Linked DNA regions of Mus musculus: regions 2, 3 and 4 are each linked to region 1. A link is a contact called in public Hi-C data. All regions are on one chromosome and are shown on one strand. The core of a region is the stretch at or near the end of the contact, and the rest is flanking DNA. Distances in the headings are between cores, read along the strand shown.

Evidence for each region. Hi-C and Micro-C count contacts between places; a contact is called where the count stands out from the background.
Region 2: a contact with region 1 is called in a Hi-C map of pancreatic cancer cells, with 6 times the contacts expected there. The contact joins the enhancer-like site here to the promoter of Hey1 in region 1. A contact is called at or near these places in 5 of 39 promoter capture datasets (the C10 cell line, cranial neural crest, embryonic stem cells and 1 more), 6 of 484 Hi-C or Micro-C datasets (the G1E-ER4 cell line, bone marrow-derived macrophages, cochlea and 2 more), 13 of 115 datasets of contacts at active chromatin or transcription factors (VIP interneurons, bone marrow-derived macrophages, craniofacial prominence and 10 more) and 1 of 9 other capture datasets (macrophages).
Region 3: a Hi-C map of muscle stem cells shows a contact between it and region 1, with 2.3 times the contacts expected there. The contact joins the enhancer-like site here to the promoter of Hey1 in region 1. A contact is called at or near these places in 3 of 39 promoter capture datasets (HPC-7-derived erythroid cells, hematopoietic stem and progenitor cells and liver), 4 of 484 Hi-C or Micro-C datasets (embryonic stem cells, muscle stem cells, neural progenitor cells and 1 more), 8 of 115 datasets of contacts at active chromatin or transcription factors (astrocytes, bone marrow-derived macrophages, embryonic forebrain and 4 more) and 3 of 9 other capture datasets (adipose tissue, embryonic stem cells and macrophages).
Region 4: a contact with region 1 is called in a Hi-C map of uterus, with 2.3 times the contacts expected there. The contact joins the enhancer-like site here to the promoter of Hey1 in region 1. A contact is called at or near these places in 15 of 39 promoter capture datasets (the 3T3-L1 cell line, the HPC-7 cell line, HPC-7-derived erythroid cells and 8 more), 1 of 15 datasets of contacts at CTCF or cohesin (the G1E-ER4 cell line), 14 of 484 Hi-C or Micro-C datasets (the AML12 cell line, the G1E-ER4 cell line, the HL-1 cell line and 7 more), 16 of 115 datasets of contacts at active chromatin or transcription factors (SST interneurons, astrocytes, bone marrow-derived dendritic cells and 8 more) and 2 of 9 other capture datasets (embryonic stem cells and macrophages).

Annotation. Positions count from the first base shown.
Region 1 is chr3:8,664,279-8,668,970 of GRCm38.p6, forward strand. Hey1 (hairy/enhancer-of-split related with YRPW motif 1) reads right to left here and starts at 2,760. Exons shown (of 5, transcript NM_010423.2): 1 at 2,504-2,760; 2 at 2,224-2,299; 3 at 1,994-2,077; 4 at 1,667-1,748; 5 at 1-786. The coding sequence starts at 2,592. The coding sequence ends at 218. It overlaps LOC115489673, which reads right to left. Exons shown (of 2, transcript XM_030252957.1): 1 at 2,946-4,692; 2 at 2,646-2,800. The coding sequence starts at 3,608. The coding sequence ends at 2,660.
Region 2 is chr3:8,888,055-8,892,746 of GRCm38.p6, forward strand. The region is part of intron 2 of Mrps28 (mitochondrial ribosomal protein S28); the gene reads right to left. Among named protein-coding and RNA genes, the nearest start is that of Gm52600, 9.8 kb to the right of the region's middle. Within about 2 kb of position 2,512, at least 22 of the 459 cell types and tissues checked have an H3K27ac peak or open chromatin away from gene starts, as enhancers often do. A contact at or near this core is called in pancreatic cancer cells, where this site is marked.
Region 3 is chr3:8,826,848-8,831,539 of GRCm38.p6, forward strand. All of the region lies in intron 2 of Mrps28 (mitochondrial ribosomal protein S28), which reads right to left. Among named protein-coding and RNA genes, the nearest start is that of Gm52599, 63 kb to the left of the region's middle. Within about 2 kb of position 2,849, at least 6 of the 459 cell types and tissues checked have an H3K27ac peak or open chromatin away from gene starts, as enhancers often do. A contact at or near this core is called in muscle stem cells, where this site is marked.
Region 4 is chr3:8,793,013-8,797,704 of GRCm38.p6, forward strand. No RefSeq gene overlaps it. Among named protein-coding and RNA genes, the nearest start is that of Gm52599, 29 kb to the left of the region's middle. Within about 2 kb of position 2,114, at least 13 of the 459 cell types and tissues checked have an H3K27ac peak or open chromatin away from gene starts, as enhancers often do. A contact at or near this core is called in trophoblast stem cells and uterus, where this site is marked.

The sequences.
Region 1 (4,692 bases), core at 1,510-4,009:
CAAAAATTAACAACTAATTTTTTAAAACTGCTAATGCATGACATGATAAAAAATTAAAGAGAAAAGTAAACCAACAAACTTTTAGTCTTTAGAAAAAAATTATCTGAAAATGTACCTTTTTCCTGACTTACTGGCGACTTTAGGGTGGTGTTGACAACCGTCCCAACACACCTGGGATTTTAAGCTTTCCCCTCCCTTGTTCTACAGCATCAGTTCTTTAGAAAGCTCCGATCTCTGTCCCCCAAGGTCTATAGGGCTTGCCAAGGTTTGCTGCCTGCGTGGGTGTCGAAGGGCTCAGTAGGTGGAAGGAGCTGAAGGAAAAGGGGAAGGCTGAGAGCGAGGCCACAGAGGAGAGCAGCGGTGGAGACAGTTTGGAGGCCGAGGTCACCACGGGAAGCACCGGTCCCAAGCCGCCACTAGGGGGCGCTCGCAAGGCCGGCGCCTCCGGATGGGCAGAAGCCAGCCTGCCCTGGTGATGCGGCTCCGTGGGTGACGCCGCGGTGCCAGCGTTCCCGTGGCCATTCTGGGGCAGCAGCAGAGGGTGTGCGATGTGTGGGTGATGTCCGAAGGCACTTCCCCAGGGAATGTGTCCGAGGCCACCGTGAGCGCCGCTCGCGGCTTCCCGCTGGGATGCGTAGTTGTTGAGATGGGAGACCAGGCGAACGCGAAGCGGGTCGGAGGCATCGAGTCCTTCAATGATGCTCAGATAACGGGCAACTTCGGCCAGGCATTCCCGAAACCCCAAACTCCGATAGTCCATAGCCAGGGCGTGCGCGTCAAAATAACCTGTGCACAAAAACAAAGGAAAACCTTCAAGGCTCTGCTCATTTCCTGAATTTCTTCCACTCCAAAGTTCTTCCTGGCAACTCCATACAGGATTACAGCACAGATCATGGGTCCTGGAAGCTCAAATATTTTGAAGCTGACCAAAATCTTTGCATTAATCAACAGTATATGTTTGCTAATGCAAGTTCAAAGCCCAATTAGAAGCTGCTGAGCAGAAATTGGAATTATACCCTACCAGCAGATGAAACTATGTTCCCTCCTTTAATGTTTTCCCTCAACAACAACAAAAAATACATCAAGGACAGAGAAACCACAGAGCAGTGAAATTCATTAGACACACAGATGTAAGTTATCATCGTGGAGCTTTTAGGCACTTGGTCCTTGGTGAAGAATCTGGTGGCTGGAGACAGACACGGGCTTCAGTCTCTCACCCCGTTAGATTTTTTTTTCCTCTCTATTTAGCCCCAACATGTCTCTTTCCTCCAAATTCTTTTGGCAGTTCGTTTTCTAAATCTGTATATAAAATTCCGACTATCTAGTTGTTCTTTTTAATAAGCCATTTCCCAATCCTTTCTTAAATAGCAACAGACAAACATGAGTGACTTGACCTAAATCAGGGCTGTCACAACCGGAGGAGCTCCGGGAGACAGGCGCTTGCTGAAAGGTGCATTAGCTCAGTTGAAAGAGGATTGGGGTGATGTATTCACTGCTCAAGAACCCATGTGCTGTTGAAGGTGCACTTGGCTGGCAAGCACATACTGCTCTCCCCACCCCACAAAGCAAAGCAGGCAGGGACTGCACCAATCCCAGACTGCGCTTGCTACCACCCCCACCCCCCACGCCGAGCACGCAAAGCCCCAGCTGAACTGGAGAGGAATACCTTTCCCTCCTGCAGTGTGCAGCATTTTCAGGTGATCCACAGTCATCTGCAAGATCTCAGCTTTTTCTAGCTTAGCAGATCCCTAAAAAGAAGACAAAAGGCTTATCTGACACAAGTGCCTTTGGAGAACTTAAAATATGCACACAAATATACATACATGTAAAATACAAACGTAAAAAAAAAAGCAAAAGTCACGTATATCCACAAAATCTGTGGGAATTTGTGTAAGAACATCCAACGACTTGGCACAAATGAGGTTAGAAGCACGGAGGGGAGGGAATCAGAAGGTGCCGATGGCTACACTCAGCGCTCTCATACTTCCATTACCTGCTTCTCAAAGGCACTGGGTACCAGCCTTCTCAGCTCAGACAAACTGTTATTGATTCGGTCTCGTCGGCGCTTCTCGATGATCTATGGGAAGCAGACAAAAACAAAGGAGGGCATTTACGTTATGACTGTACATTCCAACGAGAAGAAATGTGGTTCTTTCCGTTAGTTAATTAATTAATATAACAATGTGCATATATATTTAAATTATTGGGGGGGGGGGTACTCACGCCTCTCCGTCTTTTCCTGGCCAAAACCTGGGACGATGTCGTTGGGGACATGGAACACAGCGCCGAACTCAAGTTTCTGTAAGATGGGAAGCAATTGCCTTGAGAAAGGAAAGGAGAGCCCTCCTACACCAGATTTCTTTGGCAACTTGAGCTGGAGGGCTCGGGGACGATTGCTCCCAGCCAGCAGCTGCCGGCCCACGACTCCCGGCAAAGGGAACCCAGCATCAGCGCACCCCATCCTCTCCTCCCGCTCCGGATCGGTCGGACGCCGCCAACTCACCCATTCTCGTCCGCGCTCTCCTTTTCCACCTCGATGGTCTCGTCCAGCTCACTATCTGAGGAGCTGTAGTCTGGGTGAGCTCTCTTCATGGTGGCGGAGCGTGGGCTCCGAGGAGGGTCGCGCGGCGGGCAAGGAGGAGTTAACTGCAGTGGCCGCTCAGCGCTCGGCTGCGGGAGGTGCGTGCACACTGATCCCACTCACGCTCAGTCTCCGGTTAAAACTCAACCATCCCTTTCCCACGCTGCGCCCCTTCCCATGGATAGGGGGAGGGCGGGGAAGGCGGAGAGGTTGGGGCAGGGGCGGGGCCACGGCTCCCGGGTAACCGCGTGCCCCGGCCAATTGGCGCCTCGCTGCGCAGATTGGCAGCCGCATGGGGGCGGGACGAGCGGAGGCCGAGGCTGGCTGCTCCCCGCCCCCGGAGCCCGCCCCTGCCCGGCGGCAGTGCGTCGGCTCCGCAGGAGTTCGGCTGGGGGCCGCGGGCGGCGGTGGGCCGGCGGCGGGCAGAAATGGGGGGCCGGCCCGGGACACCAGCCCGGCGATAGCCACCGCCCCGCCCAGCCCCACCCCGCGCGCCCGGATTGGCCTGGCCGTGTGCCAGGGCCGCGCCTGCAGCGCCGCCGGTGAGCCGCACGCGCCGCGGGCCGTGGGAAAGTGCCGGCGCCCCGGCCGCCAGCCAATCCGGACGGACGGCGACGGCGGCGGCGACGGTGGCGGCGGCGGCGGCGGCTGCTCTGGGCGGCTGCTCTGGGCGGCTGCATGAATGGAGAAGAATAGCCAGGCGGGGGAGCCGGGCTGCACGAGGGCGCGCCTGCCGGGCTCCTGGTGTGAACCTGTAATCGGAGTCCGGGCGCCGGCGGGCCCCGGAAGCCACCGCCCGCGTCCCGTTCTCTGCACTGCTGCCGGTGCCCCGCGGCTGGAGGCGGGCGTAGTTGGCGGGTCCTACAGGAACAGTCGCCTGGGGCGCCGCTCCTTTGGATGGTGGCCACCAGCTCTGGGAGCAGAGCCTGAGAGACTCAAGGGATGCTGCTTTTTGGGTTCTAGGAGCCTCTAAAGCTAATCCTGCAAGGCTTCTCAGCTTTGGGACGAAATGCATGCCCCTATGCATGTCATTTCCGGGGAAGTAGAGCGCTTGTTTTCTGGGTTAGCTTGAGGGAGGAGTAGCTATCCCCCGAGACATTCATTATGTTGGGATTTTTGCTGTTGTTTTGTTTTGTTTTTGTCCTCCCTTCCCCCTAGTGTTGGCGGCCAGATCCTCTTAGCAGGCGACAGGGTGGCGGCCTGGGTGTTTGCTTCTGAGGCTGTGCGATCATCTGTGCGAGGATGCACGTTTCTGGCCCGCATCGCGCGCGCGCGGACACACACACACACCCGTTGGTCTCAGTTGGGAGGGGCGTTTGGGGTGCTATATGAAGTTCTGCACACCGCTCTCCCCTCTCCCCCACCAAGAAGGGCGACTTTAAAAAAATAGTTTAAATCTTATGGATTGTTTCCCTAGTTCAGCGTTCACAGAAGTAGACAACCTGGAGAAAGCCCAGTCTTTATCCTGCCCCACTCTTGGAGCCTGCAATCCCGTCTATGAAGCAAAACTTCATAACCGTTGAGAAGAATAAAAGAAACTCAACACCTTTGCAAGCAATTCTGTTTCTAGACATGATGGGTTCCATAAATGCAGACTAAACCGAGTTCCCAGGTCCAGTTCTCCATCCACACACTTTAGACCACATCCTGGGTCCTTTTAAAGTTCTCATTGCACTTCACCCTACTGTTCAGAGCCTCAGCCCTCACAGCTCCTCTGAAAAGGTGAGGTCCCTCCATCTTGGCTTTGTTTTTTCCTAGTGCACATATCCCACCACACAGCTTAGGAGTGGTCAAGCCAAGGCTCACTGCCTGCTTCCCTCTCCATGTTCACAGCTCGCTTCGCTCCTGTCACAAGCTGGAAGCTCACCTCCAGACCCCTCTCTTCATCCATCTTCTCCATCTTCAGAGCCTCATATCACCTGCCTCCCTTGACGCCATCCCATGTTTCCCCCTAAAGTGACGGAGCACCCTGCACCTGAACCAGCATGACCTCTACTGCATAGCTTTTAAGTTTTCTGGGTCAGTGGCACCTACAGTAAGGTCTTGTTTGCTTTAGCCAATGTTGGCCGTTGTGCAGAGAAAGAAACTAGCAGCAGATTGGCTGGTAAAAA
Region 2 (4,692 bases), core at 1,262-3,761, 220 kb after region 1:
GTCTAGGGACCTGTGTCTGTGCCACATCCCATGAGAAGGAGGGACTGCCTTGAAGGAGTCCTGCTGCCACATTCAGGTTCAGGGCTCTCACTCAGGCAGAGCAAGTGCATGGCTGAGTTTACAAACCACAGCCAGCGCTCTCATGGAAGAGGGCGAGGGTGCCAGCTGCGCTTCCTACAGATTTCTCCTTCCCAGCTACATCTGGAGCTCTTCTAGCTCTTTCCCCATATGCTGGCTGCTACAGTGGTTCTCTGGGTAGATTTTGTCCCCAGAACACACAGCAGAAGAAGGCTACCTCCTGAAAGTTGTCCTCTGGTATGGATAGCAGCCTACACACACACACACACACACACACACACAAATTTAAAATTTTTCTCCATCCATTTCTAGTATTCTTTGCTACAATTTTCACTGTTAAGGAATTTTATTCTACTGCTGTAGCAGATAACTATATCTCCTTCCTTGACACCAAATTATTGTGTTATATGAAGCATTACTGTTCTACAACAAAAATAATCAAATATCTGGTGTCTCGCATGATTCCAGCAGAACTCTAAGGACTCCCTATCCACTCCCTTAAATTTCTCCGTTGTCTTTTCTTGATACAATGCTTCCCATCCCATTTATTTCCCCCTCTAAACTATTTTCCATTCTTTCCTGTCTTCAAAACTGCCTGTTCTCTAAAATTCTGTTCATTCCCCAGCAAGGCTTTGCCCTTACCATTATGTCATGAAGCCATTAGCAGTCTCTGGTCATCTGCCCAGCAGTGCCAGTGGAGACAAAGGAGGGTGAACGTTTAAGCAATAAGTAAGAGGAAGGGCAGGGGAGGGAGGGAACTCAGCGGCAAATACTGACAGCTAGCACATGCAAGCCTGAGTCTAGTTGGATACCCAGCACATCCAAGAAGAAAGAAGAAAAGGAAGGCTGGTGAGAGACTAGAGAAAAAAGAAACGGCAAAAGAGTTGAAAGAAATTTGCAGACATTGGATTGAAGAGTTTAGGGAAGGGTTGCAGTGAGGAAAGTGACTCTGCGCTTTCAGGCTCTAGGCAAAAACTATACCTTGATACCTAGTGTGAAACTAGCCAGGGTCTTTTGCATAGGAAGAAATAAATATTTAGAGAACTAAGTACCAGCAGCCTGAAAGAAGAGCTTTTGCCATTATGGGAGGGAGCAAAGGGGGAAAGATCTCACAGAGAGAGAGAGACAGAGAAACCTGAGCTGCCACAGAACCTGACACATCTTTCCAAACTATCCCCAAATGACATCAGTACTCAGTGTATGTAAGGGGGCAAAGAGCTGCATACCTAGAATCATACCAGAAAAATTATAGCTATTTTGTTAATATATTAATAACCCAGGGTCAAAGAGTAACTACCAGTAATCCTATTAATATTGGTAATTACCTCAACATTGAAAATATGGCAAAGGATATTGGGCAATGGTAGCAAATGCCTTTAATCCTATCTCTTGGAACACAGAGGCAGGCAGATCTCTGAGTTTGAGGCCAGCCTGGTCTAAAAGGTGAGTAACAGGACATCCAGGGCAACAAAGGGAAATCTTGTCTTGAAATACAGGGGGATAAAAAAAGGTAGAAAGTGTTTTCATTTTACCCATATGCACATGTGCACACACCTACACTAACAAATTATAGATAACACAGAATTTGTCTAATTTTTCATTACTTACTTTACTTATTTACATTTCAAATGTTATCCTCCTTCCCAGTTTCCCTTCGCAAACCCCCTATCTCATCCCCTCCCCCTGCTTCTATGAGGGTGCGCCCACTCCAGCATCACTGCTCTAGCATCCCCTACACTGGGGCATGGAGCCTCCTCAGGACCAAGGGCCTCCCCTCCCACTGATGCCAGACAAGGCCATCCTCTGCTACATATGCAGCTGGAGCCACGGGTCCCTCCATGTGGACTCTCTGGGTGGTGGATTAGTCCCGGGGAGCTCTGGGGGATCTGGTTGGTTGATATCGCTGTTCTTCCTATGGGATTGCAAACCCCTTAATAAAAGCAGTTATATTTTTGGAATAAAAGTTGAGCTTTGTTCACAACCTCCCAAGGTTCATAAACCTTGTACACTTCCATGTAGGAGGCAGGCCACTCCACAGCCCCACAGCCCACGCAGCAGCTCTAGTGACCCACTCTTACATGCCATGCTCCTTCCCCATGACTTCCTTGTACACTTCCATGTAGGAGGCAGGCCAGTCCACAGCCCCACAGCCCATGCAGCAGCTCTAGTGACCCACTCTTACATGCCATGCTCCTTCCCCATGACTTCCCTGGCTCACTCTCTTAGATCATTCATGAAGACACCCACTCAGTCTAGATGCAGAGGTCCATGAAGAAGACCTCCAGCCAACAAGCAGCATGTTAAATGTTACGGTCTGGATCTGGAATGTTCTCCAAAGATTCGGTGTTAATCATTAGGTCACCAGCCCATGCACAACTGGCAGCCTCTACTCCCAGCCAAGCCTCAAGATGACTCTTGACCTGGCAACTACCTCAAATGAACTTCCTAAGAGACCAGAGTCATCCAGCTAGGTGACTCATTGATTCCTGGACCAAACCAATACATGAGATTTATAAATCCCAAGTGCTGGGATAACTCACTACACACAAGTAGATACCAATAATCATACCATGTGCACTCTCAAATCTCGGCCATACTTCACACCATGTCCCCAGAAGTGTCATTTCATTACTAAGTTCCCCATCTTTATTTAAGCCGTTCCAGCCGGGTGTGGTGGCACACGCCTTTAATCCCAGCACTTGGGAGGCAGAGGCAGGCGGATTTCTGAGTTCAAGGCCAGCCTGGTCTACAGAGGGAGTTCCAGGACAGCCAGGGCTACACAGAGAAACCCTGTCTCGAAAAACCAAAAAAGAAAAAAACATAGGCCAGCTTTAGTTTCTTCAGAGCATTTTAACGAGGTTCCTAACAGTATTGTTCTTAGAGTATTAAAAAGTTTAAGAAAATAATGCACTCAATTTTTTTCATAAAGTGTTTTGTATAGAGGGAATGTTCAACAACTGTGCAATATTGTTTATACTCTAAGGATCACAAAGTATACAATATGTGCTGAAATGTTAGTCTTCATGCCCCAACAAGTTACCAAGTAGCAATAAATTCATGTAAATTACACAAGCTAAACTAGGACCCAGATCCTCTTGTTTGGCACTCCCACTCTTGACCCAAGTGCAGGAGTAAAGCCGCGCGGCTCTTCCCTCCGTCCCACTGAGCTTGTACTGCAGAAGCTTTTCCGGCATCCTGTGCTCCTTGAGAGGCAGCCACACCAAGCCATGGCGGGCACACTTTTCATCTTTGCAGCCCTGTGATAGCATAAAAAACTCACTCAACATGTTGTCTAACCGCCTCTGCCCTGACAGAGCTGTACACAGACAACGACTACAAAGCAATCAGTTCTGCTAGCAACAAAACCAGAATCTGTAACACCCAAGACGACAGAGCAAAGTCCAAAAGCAGTTCCTATGTGTGACACACTCCCCAACACGGAAAAACCTGACCTCCTATCCTGTGCACAGTCTAAAAACCATGTGTTTCCACACCTCAGACAATATCCTAATTTACAGTCTGACCACAAGCGAACACACAACTCATATAACTTGTCTCTTACTCAAAAGTTAAATAGAATGCACCCTATTACTTTTAAACTATCAGAGATGGATTAAAGAAGAACTAGTTCATAGGATGAGTCAAAATCACCCATCTAAACAAAGACAGACATGCTTTAAGGTGTGTTCTATCTCTTCTGAAATAGAGAGACTCAGTTCAAATTTTTATTTTCTCTTTGCCAATAGTAAACTCTGAAAACTTGAGACTTGGAAACATTCACTATATATTCCACTCTCTATTGACCCTATATATTTCATAACCCAAAATAGAAACAAAGACTGGGGAATTAGCTTGTTTATTCCGCCCCAGTGTCAAACAAAAGTACAAATAACATTCAGGGCACGTGCAAGTTACCTTAGAGCTGCCAATCATGCTTGTTTTGAAACGCTTCGATTTTCAGAGCTGTCAATCATGTGTGTTGTGATAGAGATGCCAGGGTAGAGATAATGCACTAAGAGACATAACCCTCATTTACACATTAATAAATAAAAGGACTTTTTACTTATACAACTGAGCTGGAGGGTTTTACAGAAACACTTGAAAATGAAATTATAACATTTTCGTTTCAGAAAAATGAAAATATAACAAAGGAAAAGATTGGGAGATTTGGCAAAGCCATAAGCACTGACAAACCACAGGTACTCTGGGTTTTGGTAAAGACAAAAGTGTTCCTTGCCTGGTAACAGAAACGGAGTAAGAGAATTAAACAAGCAGAAGTGTCATAACTAACACCCCTCTGCTCTGCCCCCCACCTCCCAACCCACTCCCTACCTCATAAGTCACATCTGAAATGGAATGCTGTTCAAACCCCACCTCTGCCTCCTGCATAAGCAGTCAGTCAACAAGACCAGCCTCTTCTCCCCCTGCCGAGGCCTTTCTGCTTCTCACCTCAGGCTTCACTCAATGCCATCGTTCTTTCTAGTAGTTTCCGCAGTGATCTAACGATAGCATTTCTCTTGCAGTAAACACTCCACGACTCTTCCAGAATGATCTCATTGAAACACAAATGTGATCCATATTACCTGTTCAAATATTTCCCTGGTATCTGCCACC
Region 3 (4,692 bases), core at 1,599-4,098, 160 kb after region 1:
TACAGCCACATTTGACATATTGTATAACTGGCTGTTTCTTGGTGCTCAGCTGGCTGTGGCTGGCATTAATTTCTGCTTGGATTCCTAACTCCTACCATCATGGTTCAAGGGATGTTCATTGAAGTATCAGGGTAGAGGTTCTATGCAGAAAGACCTAGACATAATATACTTACCATGCCATGATACCTTCTTATGGCTATTTGCACATAACTGCACTTTAAAATCTGATGTACTAGGAATGTACTAACAGCAAATCAACGTAGTCTCAATGATTATGAAGAAAGTAGGCGACCCAGCAATCTTACCACTAGGTGGATATTCAAAAGAAATAAAAACAGAATATAGAAGAAATATGGAGTGCTATGTTTACTGCAGCACTATTCACAACAACCAGACTGCGGGGCTGATCGTAGTGTCTACCAATAGATTACTGGATAAAGGAAATGAGGTATATATATACAATAGACTCCTAGTCAGTTATCAGAAAGGATGAAATCATGTCATTGTCTAATGACATTTCCTAAATCACCTAATGAGCCAGATTTCACTACTATACAACGTGGAAACATCACATCGTGCCACGGAATATGTACAAACATTGTATCTACTAATAGTAAAATAAAAATAAAATTCACCATGACATACTAAAACAAAAGTTTCTTTTAAGGAGTGGACCCCCTCAGCTTTCTGGTCTCTTTCTATATGTTATCATTATTATTCTGCTGTCCCGGTACTTGCCTCGACGTTCTTAATGTTGGAAAACCAGATCATCTTATTAAGAGACCTATGTTGGCTTGGCCAGATGGATCAACGGTTAGAAGCACTGCTGAGAGGCCTGGTGATCTAAGTTTAATCCCCAGAACCCATATGGTAGAAGAGAACCAATCCTGTAAGATGCCCTCTGACTTCCACGTGTACACTATAGCATGCATGTGCACACAGATACACACACAGATGCACTCACACTAATATACAAATGTAAGATGTCCCTAAGGGTCCATGATACTTTCTATAAGGGCTGATGTAAAAGTTCCTCATTTTTAGTAAAGTTTTGAGCTACTTGAGGACTGTGTGAAATATCATTGTAAAGCTTCACATACAGGATTAAACGAGTCGAACGCTGTGCATTCGAAGGAGAACATTCTTGTAAGATTTCAAGGCAGGGGTTTCTCAGGCACTGTCTTTAAAAGTCAGTAAACATTTTTCAGAATGTGTGCATTAGTAAACAACCCCTTACTTTCGGTTAAAGTTTCTCTTGTAAATCTTACCGTGAGATCGGAGGCACTGCAGATTTAGAAAGAACAGCCAACACGTGCCTTAAGGTGCCTGGCTTCCGCCAACAGCGACGCCGCTTGACTGACAGCAGAGTTTTACCATCTGCAAACGGGACCCTGGCTTGCCCACGGTACCCGCTTGCTCATCTAGGTCCATGTGCAACCTAGGTGATAATTCACTTAGACTTAGACTACCTTCATTCAAGGCCAACTTTTTCAAACAATGCATCAACTACACTTTAAATGGTGAATGAAATTCTACTCTACTCTCAGGAAAAGGAGCAAGCAAGAGTATTGTACTGCACAAGAGAACTGACAAGCTACGGTACCCCAGGTAAGAAAGATCTGTTGAAAGACAAAGAAAAAAACACAAACAACTCCCCCTCCAAAAAAAAAAAAAAACCCACTGGATTTTTAAATAATAGAAAGGAAACTAATTTTTTTATATATATAATTGCCCTTCTCACAAATGTCACAAGTCAGGGATATCAGCTTATTCCAGACTATAAATGTAAAAAAATATTTTTATAAATATAAAAAGTATGAGGTGTGGGATAATTGTAATAGCTGTTGGTCAAGAAGTCCTGGGGTTCCCCAAACAACATAGGACCTTCCCACTCCTCTTGACTGCCTACTAGAACTAGACGGTGATACACTACTACTTAAGACAGCGTGGGTCTTAGTTATAAGATATTGATAAATCAAGCTGCAACTGAATTGGATGCATTCTCCCTGTTGTCTGTCACAGAGTTGCAAAGTACTGTGCTGAAAACTGAGGGAGAAAAGACATCAAGCGTCTTACCACTTCACTCCTAACTTCATACACTTCCTAACAACTTCAGTCTTCCAGGCAAGATGCACCCACTTGTGCAATAGCGATACAACTCTTATGGAACCAATTGCTCTATGATTGGATCTGAGGTCCAGTCCACAGATGGGCACCCATGCCTAGCACTGTGAACCTATGACTGAAGAAATGATAGGCTCTTAGGGAACTTCTGTTGTTTAGTTAAGTTCAAATAGTGGCAAACTGTTCTCTAAGTATTTATTTTTATACCCATAGACAAAGGGTATTCCCATCCTTAATTAAAGATAACTCTTGTATAGCCCTGGCTGTCCTGAAACTCACTTTGTAGACCAGGCTGGCCTCAAACTCAGAAATCCGCCTGCCTCTGCCTCCCGAGTGCTGGGATTAAAGGTGTGCGCCACCACGCCCGGCAAGATACCTCTTTTTGTAGTGACTGGCAGTTGATGCTCAAGATGCAGAGTCAGTGGTGGATGAGAGGTCAGCCCTAAACAAGACACACCACACCCCTTTCAGGCTGTGGGACACATCAGACGCTGGGAAAGAAAGAATACTAAGAACTGAAAGAAAGGGAAAAGAGGAATAAAATATTGTCTCCTGAGTACGCATAGCCATTGTAAGCATAAACCCACAGAAATTGGGACTATCTGCACTTTGCCGGCACAAGACTAGCCCTGTTGATAATTTAGTCATGGACAGGGAAGGGACTTACCAAGCCCTACCCACCCTTCCTTGGCTGGGGATAAATCCTGTGAGAGGAGGAGTCACTCACTGTCTTCAGTTACGAACCAACTGATGACATCAAGCTCCAACTGACAGTTCCAAACCTGTGGTTACACAGATGACCCTAGTTAAACTCCGTGGGCCGTAAAACACAAAAGACGTGAATGTGGGAAAGGGACCTGGAGGAAGGATGGAGGGCTGACAAGCACAAGAGGGCAGTAAGGGGGGTTGAGAAAATAATCAGAATGCATTCTATACATGTAAGAATTTATCAAAGATCAAATTTAGTTCATTAAAAAAAGAGAACATTTTTAGGAGCTTCAGGGAGAGTAGTTTGGTCCAAGAAGAGCGTGGCTTAGGAAATGGCAAGTCAGCAGGCTGGTACAGCTGGCGGAACAGCACCTGAGATCAGCACCAAAAGCTCGTACTAACTAACACAGGACCAACACACGTTGCATTCCATGGAATGACACAATTTGGAAGAGACATGGAACTTACCGACAAAAACCTGTTACAATCTTTAGCCTATAATAATAGCTACCTCGGGTCAAGAACTGGCTGTTCAAATGAAGGTATAAAAATCAGGGCCTGTGAAGATGACTTAAAAATCTTAGAATAATCCCCAAGTTTGTGAATAAATGACTCAATCTCAAGCAAATTTACATTCACGTAGCTCAATGACATTAGTTTCTTTTATGAAAAATTTATAACCTGAGTTAAGAAGTTCAGCATTAGAAGTTTGGACTCAGAATCTATGGAGTCAATGTGAATTTACCAGGCATTTTTCAAAATATGAGTGTTTTCCCTGATTTGATCAAGATTGATGTCTGGTAACTAGCACGTACACACTTCTATTATTTAAAGTTAGTTATACTGGGTTTAAGATTGCTTTTAGGTGAGTACCCCTTCAAAAGTCAGTGTTTTAAAAATATCTACTACCTATTATAACTATGGCATACACAATAAACCATGTATGAAAATAAAATAAACTCACTTTATGTAGAGGTAAAAATATTGAAAATCTGATCCACTTTGAAATCAAATAGCCCACAGCTTTACCTGTCTCTCTTAACTGTTCAGGAAGGAAGATTCTACAAGGTGCTGAAACAACATAACACTCACCGTGCTCATTCAAAACTACTGCAGGATCTTTCCACCAATTCTCCATATTTTTAGGAGGTATCAAAGTGCTATTTCACTCTGAGTGACCAAGATCTGTAAGACTGAAGACCGACCCCCCCCCCCCCCCGTCATTTTCAAACTCTATGACGTTTCACTGACACAAAGTACCACTACCCTAGCTATGTGGTCAGTCTGGCAGCTGTCTTAGGAATGCTGCCAACCTCCGCAGCTCACGGAGCAGCTGCCGTGCCTGCTCTCTCTCACAGATGAAAGCAGAGTGCTAAAGCCTACGAAACCCTTAGCAGTGGCTGTGGCTGAAGGCAGCTGCTGGCCCATGACACTGCTACAGGGTATGCTTTGTGATACTAGCTAGGAGGGGGGAGGAAGGGAGTGACTACAGCGCAGTTTACGAGCTGCACATTACACTCCCAAACTTGTTACATCATGGAATATTACACTGTTTTTCATATCTGTAATTTAGATTCCCTAACATCTAGGCATAAAAGGAAAATATCACCACTTACATATTTCCAATTTTAAGTTAAATAATGAAGTATCCTAAAAAATTGGGTCCAGCACTTGAAGAACTAAAATGGTAACTTTGTACTGTTATAACGTTTTAAAATAATAAAGAAATCACACCAAGTTAGAACTGAACTAGAAGTGGATAGCAATTTGATAAGAACAAAATTTGATAAAACAAAATGTTTGATGTATTTACTAGGAATTTCAAGTCAAATAGAATTGAGAGGTAGAACTAATATTCAT
Region 4 (4,692 bases), core at 864-3,363, 130 kb after region 1:
ATAGACACACACATGGACATGCACACAGACACACTGACATACATAGACACACACAGACACAGATACATATGCATGAACATGCACACAGACACACTGACACACATGGACACACATAGACACACACACAGACACACTTAGAGACATACAGACACAAACATACACACACACACACACACACACACACACACACACACACACACCCATGAAAGGGACATGAAAGAAAAAGAAAGATTGGTTAAAAAGAGAAGTGGAGTGTCAGGTGAGTATGATCAAATCCATTACACACATGCATGAGATGAGGTTGCCATTAGGAACTCCTTAGTATGTGTAATTAATATAGCCAATGAGAGAGTCAGACTCTAAAACAAACACCAAGTGAGAAAGTTATAGAAAGCATACACCTTAGACTTAGCTGTGGATTAAATTGTAGAAAAAGCATATTTTAGACTTACATGTGGATTATGTTATAGAAAGAGCACATTTTAGACTTAGGTATGAACTGTAATTTGAATTCTCCTGCTCCCAAGCTTATCTTGAATAAGTATCAGCTTACTCAAGTAAAAATTGCTCTGAACGTCACTTTGATCAGAGATGTTAGAGGATTACATAACACATTAAAAAAGATGTGCTAAAAGAAGGAAAGAAGGTTTATAACAATCCCTTCGGAGCTGTGTCTACAAAGTGCTAGTTGGCTTTAATGTGGAAGCCGTCTATTCAAACTATCCATCTGTGTGCATTATTTGGATGCTTAAGGTCCAGAGAGTCCAGCAGAATCCTTTTCAAGTGGAGTGTTTGTGAGACCAGTGTTACTCTATAGTGTGGGCTGACTGACTCTGTAGTGTGGGCTGACTGACTCTCTGTAGTGTGGGCTGACTGACTCTGTAGTGTGGACTGACTGACTCTCTGTAGTGTGGGCTGACTGACTCTCTGTAGTGTGGGCTGACTGACTCTCTGTAGTGTGGGCTGACTGACTCTCTGTAGTGTGGGCTGACTGTCTCTGTAGAGTGGGCTGACTGACTCTCTGTAGTGTGGGCTGACTGACTCTCTGTAGTGTGGGCTGACTGACTCTGTAGTGTGGGCTGACTGACTCTGTAGTGTGGGCTGACTGACTCTGTAGTGTGGGCTGACTGACTCTCTGTAGTGTGGGCTGACTGACTCTGTAGTGTGGGCTGACTGACTCTCTGTAGTGTGGGCTGACTGACTCTGTAGTGTGGGCTGACTGACTCTGTAGTGTGGGCTGACTGACTCTCTGTAGTGTGGGCTGACTGACTCTCTGTAGTGTGGGCTGACTGACTCTCTGTAGAGTGGGCTGACTGACTCTGTAGTGTGGGCTGACTTTATAATGTGGGCTGACCCTTCTCATTATTGATCATCTTGCCTCAGTTTCCCAAGGAATTACCATCATGACCATCATACCTGGCTTAAGGTTGATTTGGGGGAGGAGTGTTTGGTTGTTTGGTTTTTGGAAACAGACTTTCTCTGTGTAACAACCTCTGGCTGCTGTGGACTCACTTTGTAAACCAGGCTGGCCTCAAACTCACAGAGATCTGCTTGCCATCGCCACCTGGCTTAAAGTTGATTTAAAAACAGTAACAACAACAACAACAACAAAAACAAAACAAAAAACCTTTCAAGTTATTTTCTCATTAGTTTTCCTTTCTTAAAACACTTTTAATACCAGATTTTCTAAATCCCTTTCTAAGACTGGCCTATCAGTGAAAATAAATTAAAAACGTTTAACAGTGGAAATACAAATGGTAGTTATGGATCAAGGACTTTGAAAGAGATCACAGACATCAAAGTTCAGCTCAGTTCTACCACTCTACAGAACTGACCTCAGGCCCTCTTCTAAACAACTAGACAACAAGTGTATACACTAAAAAACAAACCCCACAGCACCAGCAAGCAAAGTGAAATCAGTATCAGAGAAAGGAGCTGCAAACAGGAGGACCGAAGGCCAGTTGAGTCATTTAGTAACGAGGTAGAAAGCTCCCCCAGGTAGACGGAGATGGTAGAGCTGCACACAGGTTACCAGAAGCAGCAGACAGGCTGACGTCAGTGTGAGGAAAAGAGCTGATAGCGAGGGGACCTTCAAAGGCGCCGTCTTCACATGGCCGCCAGCAGCTCTCCCCACCTTAATACCCCAGGAAATCACATCATTATGAAGCTGTTTTCCATAATGGTGGCCCTGAGTCATGAAGGAAGACTAAATCCTGTTTAGTACTCACAGTTAAAAAGCAGGAAATGTTTTGGGGCCAAGAGATTGAATAGTGTGTTTTAGAGTTTTATAGGCAAGAAAGATTTGGTTGAGTGAACATTTTACATGTTCCCTGGACACTGTAAGTTCTCTAATTAATCAGAGGCTTGCAGTGGTTTTGGTTAATAAAATATTCTCCTAAATTCTTTCTTAAATGTAATGTACCAAAATAAGATAGTTAGTCAAGATGATATTCTCCGCTCTCCCCAGAGTTATTGTAAATCCCAGGGCTGACCTCCTCTGGGCAGACCCTTATGATGTTCCTGGAGGTGGGAAGAGGATGGCAGGGAGGCAGGCGCCTCAGGGGAGACTGAGGTAGGAGTGCTGCTGAGAGCTGGACGGAGACTCTGTGGTATGAGGCAGAGGCAGGACCCTGCGTGAGCTTGAGAGAATATGAGGAAATGACTCCCACATTTTCCTCAGTCAGAGGGAAGCTACAGGAGTTTGTCCCACAGGCTTGTAACTTTTAGGTCCTAGGGAAGGGTCACACTTCCAAGGCCAGTCTCTTCAGGAAGATAATTATGGTAGTAGAATGGAAATGTTTGATATATGTATGTATATACATATACATTTATGTGTGTGATATGTATACAAATATATATATATATATAAAATCTCAACAGACAGGCCCTTGCACAGCAAGGAAGGAGGGCACCTGACTTTGTCTGGGCCTCACCTCCTCAGCCCTGGCTGAAGCTCTTAGGTATGCTGTGGGGTTTTGTCTGGAGGGCATGGGGGTGAAGAAGCAGAAGCTGGCCTCTTCTCTGGAGTCAGAGAAAGGAAGACATTCAAAGCATCCCCAAGTGTCCTACAGGGATGATTTGAACTGCACCTGGGCTGCCTTTCCCTCTAAGGACCAAGCGCAGAGTCTGGCACATTCCACAGATTCTTAAGTAGCCATGTAGACCCCTCTGGTTTACACCTTTGAGCAGTAACTTCCTGTCCCTCTGCAGTCTTAGAGATTGACTCAGAGTTAGCCATGGTCAAGTTAACTCAGCTCAGGGGAGGCAGGCACCTAACTGTAGGGGTCCCCAGTCACTTTCCTTTTAGCTCTTTATGAGATCGTGTCTTTTCTGCTTTTTCTAGTTCTTGCCCAGCACATATCAAGTGACATCTAAATCAGGTTACATAGAGGCCGATGATGATATCCACTTGGATGTTGTTCGGGACGTTGTCTGGCTCACCGCTCATTGCAAGTTGGATAACACCTGCACCAGTGGGTGAAACAGAGTGGGAAACAGGAATAAACAAGACCAGCATGACTGATGAAACCTAAACATTCTCTCTAAACAAAACCATAGGCACGGAATTACCTCCCTGACATCCCATTTGTAGTCTTCCTTTGGAAATCTAGAATACTGGGTACCTCAACATACTACAGAGTCTCACAGTGGCATGCCTCAAATACACCATTATTTCCAATGAGTGGGGTTTGTAGCATTTTCCCACAATCCTTATGCTGGCCCCACTCCTTTCAGTATGGTTTTGGGAGCTGGGCATTCTTTATCTGGCTTCTGTGGTATTTACTGCATTTAAAAGAAGAGATTCTGCACTAAAATGTTGTCTGGGAAACACACTGTATCCCGCTTCCTCCCATCCATTCATGCAAGCTAATTATTGCTATCTCAGTCTCCTGTGCATTTTCCCAGACCATAATGATTTGAGACTTATGGTAAAACAGCTAGGTTGTGTGCTCCTCGTTTTCAAGCAGGCAATTTTGTGAAGTGCATGGTAATAATCAGAGCCACAATTTGGTTTCTGGATATTTCATCTGTTCCCAAGATGGTTTGGGGGTCCATAAAACTTTTCACCTGAAACCTACCATGTGACCTTTGAAATCCCACAGTCTGTCTCCCACAGACAGAGCACACAGGCTCTGGGCCTTTTGAGGAGGCACATGCCTTTTCCCATTTTTTTTTATCCACCTCCTTGGGGTCAGGGCATCTCTAAGTCCTTTGTAATTAGTTGAAAAGAAACACGGGGAAAAGTTATAATCTTTCCAAATAAACTACACATTTCTCTTAGGGATTTATACGGAATTGTTTATTTATTTTAAGAAAGCCCAAATGATATGAATATAAGAAATGAAATACTGGGTCAACCCAATGGCCTAACCAGCCTGTGGTTTCAAAGTTTCACAGCACTCCATTAATGTGGGCTCAGACATTATGGGATGTACTCCAAACTCTGCTTTCCCTTAATACTCAGAGACTCATCTTTCTCCTTCCCAAATTCATTTGTATTGGTAGCTCACATCAACTACAGAAACAAGTCTCACACAGTGGAGATGCCCCACCTTCCTCATCAGGAGACTGATGCCTACAGGGAGAGGGCCACCATGTTGGGGGTGGGTAGCAGAGAATTAGGATGGACTATCCAAGATCACCATAGTTGTCCTCTTGCTAACAACTGTTCTCATCTGCACCCTGTCCTCC